2 separate regions of the Scatophagus argus genome follow, and region 2 is linked to region 1. A link is a contact called in public Hi-C data. All regions are on one chromosome and are shown on one strand. Each heading gives the region's core, a stretch centred on a gene start, on an enhancer-like site or on the middle of the called end of the contact. The rest is flanking DNA. Distances are from core to core; before and after follow the strand shown.

Region 1 (2,672 bases), core at 127-2,626:
AAAATGCAGTCTCATGACAGGAAAGTACATGTCCTTTATTGTGCTTCAGGACGGGACACGATCCAATGTCATCTTTCATCTGGATTTATTTATAAAACAGTACTAAAAACAATGGGTACAATTTAAAAAATTAAAATACGAGTAAAAACGGATAAGCAGTGAAGCTCCAACACGGGCAAAAAACATTTTTGCTGCCTCTGTACAATAAAAAGCTGAACGTTTGAGAAACACAGTCTTCCTGCTTTTGATGTTTACGCTGATCACATCCATAATAACCAATACAAGACTGCAAAACCGTGAGAAATTTGGTCAGGTTCCTGGCAAGCACAGTCTGCATGTACACAGCAGCCGCGTCTCAATGGTCTTCTGTCTTGATCCGACACAACCAGATGGCTTTGACACACCTGGTCATCGACCCTGTGGTGGAAGAGAGAGAAAAATATGAACCTTTTCTTCTGTCAACATACCTGTGTGTGTGTGTGTGTGTGTGTATGAGAGAGACAGAGAGAGAGTGAGTGTGTCCACAGATGTACCTGTTGCTTCTTAACAATCTCATCTCTTGTCTTGAAGACTGGCGGGTCCTCCACCTCGATGCCTTCAGCCATTTCCTTCACTTTCTCCAGGAGCTCTGTGCTATACCTGCCGTCAGTGGAGACAAATGTTCTGTCAGTGAAATGAACCACAGTTATCCAGCATCCTTAATTCACCCGTGGTTCATGCTGATCCTGAGAGGGCATAATGTACTGAGAAACGAGTGAGAATGCACATTAGTGAGACTTTTGATAGACTGAGGATTAATGGATTATAATTTGAGCAGTCATTAAATTATTGTGGAGCGTGTGATTTGAGAAAAACAAGCAATTTCAATCGCAAACGTGTTTGTCGTTTTACAACACAGGGGGCAGCAGTGAGCCCATCATCAGCTTAGAATGGGACGAAGAAGACTATGCACCGAAAACAAACAGGACCAAAGCACGTTGAGGTTTTTCAGAAATACAATCGGAGAATATGTTTTATTATCTCCTCCGTCTCAGGAAAAAACATAAATATAAATACATTTCTGAAAAGGACACATCGTGCTAAACTGTGACGATCATGTAAAACACGCACCGACAGCCGAGGAAGACGTTGTTAGCCCAGACCATGGACAAGGAGAGCAGGTGGTCCAGCTGCTGGACCGAGAAGTCGTTTATGTTCCGCAGGATGAACTCCCTCCTGGCCTGCCAGTGTTTTTCACTCTCCCAGTAACCTCTAAAGGTTTCTACCTGGTCGGCCAGAGCTCTGTTTTGTTGTATAAAATCCTGCACGTCCAGGTTAGACATCTTACTTTTCTCCAGCAGAGTCAACAAAGGCAACTTCCGGTTGGCCAAGCGGTTCTCGGAAGTTGATTTTGAGATAAGCGTGTTTCGAGCAGCGCCACTTAGCGGTGGAGATGAGCGCTACGACCGTCTTAAAATGGTCTCTGCACAGAGGCCTCTTACTGTACTTAATGGTTGCTGGGGGTGGTCACTTGGACTAAATTAGTTTTAGCTGAAAGTGGGACTTTCATAGCTGTTAAGAAGAAAAAATAGACCTTTTTCACAGCAGACATTTGACTTGTCAGGTGAAATTAATGCTTTTAACAAAGGCTCTGTTCCATATATGAGTGTCCCAGCATTATGCACTGCACCTCTATTCTGGATCCAACTTGGTCTTTTTGTGGGGTCTCAGTTTGCCAGAAGATAAAAAAAAAATCACTAAGCATGTAGTGTGGTGGTGAAATATCTGCAGCACACACTTACCCTCATTTTTCTGCCTTCTTCTGTCCTGAGTCACATCTCCTCTCTCTCTCTCTCTGCACTTGACCAGCCTGTCAGGAATATGATCAGAGAGGAATACTGGACTTTTAACTTCCAGTCTATGTAAAGAGGCTTAAGGACAGTCGGTCAGGCTCACAGACATGCACACACACATACGCACACGTGGACACACACTCACGGCAGTGTGAGGGATTTGGGGCTTGTTTTGACATGAAGTCATTCATATGCATAGGGGTTCCAGAGGAAGGCAAGCCAACATGAAATCGGATGGACGGACAGACGGACGGACAGACAGACAGACCAGCCTACTGCCGAGATTTCACAGCAGAACAAAAACTGCATCGGCATGCAAAAAATAATCAAGAGGAGAAAGTCAGTTAAAAACTTCATTATATTCTAAACCATCAGAACTAAAATGACCATAAAGAAAAATGAGGCTTGCAAACAGAGAATCTTTCCTTTATATCTGTAAAAAATATCTTATGAAATCTGTGAAATTTTTCCAGTCAGACTGAATTGTAAATTTGTAACCCTGTGTTTCCATCTGCAGCTGACTTGATGGTTTGGGCGAAATCGAACGTCTGGACGCAAACTACCTGAAATTTTGTTTCACAGCAGCTTAAGGAACCGTAGCTGCACAATTAAAGAAAGACTCAGCAGGTCGGAACAACCAACATGCAGAGATGAAATAACGCCTGTGCAGATCCGGACAGGAATTTCTTTAACGTGTAACCTGACAGGTTCAGTGAATACTGAGAACATTGACGAGAAGTGACGAAACACTGCATTCACCCTCCACAACAGAGCAGAGCAGGACTGACTTAAATCTGACTTGATTTAAGCATCTAAACACACAGAACTCACTTTTAAATT
Region 2 (2,672 bases), core at 47-2,546, 170 kb after region 1:
CGCCTGGGTTATAGCCAGTATTATTTTCTATTAAAAAATCTTTTCCCATCTGCTATACTACCACCCCATGTTTCTCTTTAAAAAGGGGAGCCCACAGACTAATTGGATCCATTCCAATGCTACTGTGCCCAAAAGATAGATGTCTCGACAAAGGTATTTTAGCTTCCAAGTAACCTAAAGAAATGGATTTAATGTTTTATACGCTAAGATAAATGAACTGGTCCATTTTAATAAATGGGTGAAACAGCCATGCGTCTATAATGAGGGCTGTATACGTGGCCACACATTTTATTTACTGAAATGTAAAAGAAAAAAAAAGGACAAACCAAAATGCACTGATTAAATACAATGTGGAATGAAGGTCTTTACTGTTAAAAAAGTGTACTGCAAAGTATACAACTATGTTGCTCTTTCTCATTGCTCAAAATGAGTTGAAGAGGGGAAAGAGGCATCGGGGATTATTGATATACCAATGGAATCATATACAGATTTACAGTTATATGCATCTATCATCACACTCAACAGATGGCAGGAAGGGAAGGAGGAAAAAGACAGAGATGGAAACGTGTCTGTGTGTGTGTGCGTGCGCGCAAACAGGTATGGTTTCTGTAAGTGCGGAACCAAATGTTCGACCAATAAAAGTCTATTGGGATCAAGTCGTACTGGTTTCTCTGAAGGTGGAGGCGAACTTGTTTAAACGAACATGGGGCTGAGTATGATGGTACTGGTGGCAAAGGTGGGCGTCTTGAGTGGTTGCGTTTAGCGCCCTCCCCCGATGGTGGCGATGTCGGGGCTTGGCTGCTTTAGTCGATGTACTGGGAGAGCCAGCGGAAGCCCTCACCATAACCCTGCCTCTTCAACACACTGCACATGAACACCTCCAGTGGTCTTGTGTTCAGCTCCTTCATGGGAATGGTGCCCTGACATGAAATAAGGAAAAAATATAAATTCACCTCATTTCCTTTACCTAAATAAAAATTCCTGAAATTTTCCAGGTGAGTTTAGAGCTATAGGATATCAATAGCAACCTCCAGATTTAAATGAATTTCTTGAATTTGTAAACTGAATGTTAAGTTACTCTTTTAACTAGGTAAACATGTACAGAAGGGAACTCCTGGAAGACAATCCCCAAATTGATATTTGGTCGTATGTATTGTTCCAACAATTACATGCTGTTCTCATGTACTCACCTTGCCTGTTGTCTGTCCATACAATCCAAACATTTCCCTCAGCTTCTCCTCACTGATGGCGTCTTGTCTGTCAATCTTGTTGCCCAGGATCAGGATAGGCACATTTCCGATGGTCTCATCTGTCATTAATGCCTGGGAAAGAAGACTACGTGTAACTATGTGACAGGTATTCACACAATTTCCTACATTTTCTACAGACTCACTTAAAATATCTGTGCACTTTCAAGCAGTAATGTGTTCTGTGATATGTACGAAAATGTTCATTCATCTAAATGTGCATTCATCATGAAATGTATTTCTGCTGCAGTTTGTCTGGTTTTAAATCATTGCTCTTTGGAAATTTTTTTTAACTGAGCATACAGCAACAACTCACCCTCTCCTCCCAATTTTATTTACCATATTTTCCGGACTATAGAACGCACCTGAGTATAAGCCCAACACACCAAATTTCAAAAGAAAAAAATATTTGTACATATACAGGCCGCACTTGACTATAAGCCGCAGGTGTCCACATTGTAACATGACATACGTTTTCAAGTTCGGGCCATCTGCTTTTGATACCTCTGAAAGCGTTTGTCGACCTTTTGCATTGCGTCAGTTCTTCACGCTGCCGTCTCCAACGTCTCACCATTGATTCATTTACACTAAGCTTACGTGCAGCAGCTCTATTTCGTTCTTGGACAGCCAGTTCGATTGCTTTTAACTTAAAAGCTGCATCATATATATGTAGATAGATAGATACTTTATTGATCCCGAGGGAAATTCATATGCATTTCTTTGAGTGTTTTCCATGATGAGGGTGTGTGCATGACGCGCAAAATGACCGTTAAAGGTTACGCTTAAAACTAGCGTCCTCCTCTTCGCATCACTGGGCCTGTTAGGCCATAAAGATCTATAGATTAGCCGCATCGTTGTTCAGGCCGCAGAGTTCAAGGCGTGGGAAAAAAGTAGCAGCTTATAGTCCGGAAAATATGGTACCTCTATGGAAAAACTTACTTGGGTTGGCATTTCTCTTGAGTACACTAACTAGGCTACCTCTATCTCAACATTGCTGATACCATAAACATCAGAAATCAAGCATTTGACCAAAAATGTGTATTTTTCAAGTTTAGAGGAGTTCCGAATGCTGCTCTACAATGTGACAGTGACCTAGCAGGTACTTACATCAAGCTCTGCTTTTGATTCGTTCAATCTGGTATGGTCTGCACAATCCACAAGGAAGACAATGCCATTGATGGCAGGGAGGTAGTTTTTCCACACTCGACGGGCTGCATGAATGAACACACAAAACAAAAACAAACATGAGAGGCTGTCCAGTCTGTCAACTAATGTTAGACACATTTTGCATTTCATTTCCAGATCACTTTGCCAGTAAAAAAAAAAAAGGTACTGGAGCTTCTCTAACATATAAAATGACCAAATACAGTTAAAAACATCAGCATATACAAACATGCCTTGTGCGTGGCCTCCAAGGTCGAAGGT

The links. Hi-C and Micro-C count contacts between places; a contact is called where the count stands out from the background.
Region 2: a Hi-C map of muscle shows a contact between it and region 1, with 3 times the contacts expected there. The contact joins the promoter of sec24a here to the promoter of cdkn2aipnl in region 1. A contact is called at or near these places in 2 of 2 Hi-C or Micro-C datasets (both in muscle).

Annotation. Positions count from the first base shown.
Region 1 is chr14:17,577,606-17,580,277 of fScaArg1.pri, forward strand. It overlaps cdkn2aipnl (CDKN2AIP N-terminal-like protein), which reads right to left and starts at 1,377. Exons shown (of 3, transcript XM_046410938.1): 1 at 1,111-1,377; 2 at 534-639; 3 at 15-417. The coding sequence starts at 1,322. The coding sequence ends at 409.
Region 2 is chr14:17,751,979-17,754,650 of fScaArg1.pri, forward strand. It overlaps sec24a (protein transport protein Sec24A), which reads left to right and starts at 1,297. Exons shown (of 24, transcript XM_046409941.1): 1 at 1,297-1,356. sar1b (GTP-binding protein SAR1b) reads right to left here. Exons shown (of 8, transcript XM_046409944.1): 5 at 2,645-2,672; 6 at 2,355-2,458; 7 at 1,191-1,322; 8 at 1-920. The coding sequence ends at 804.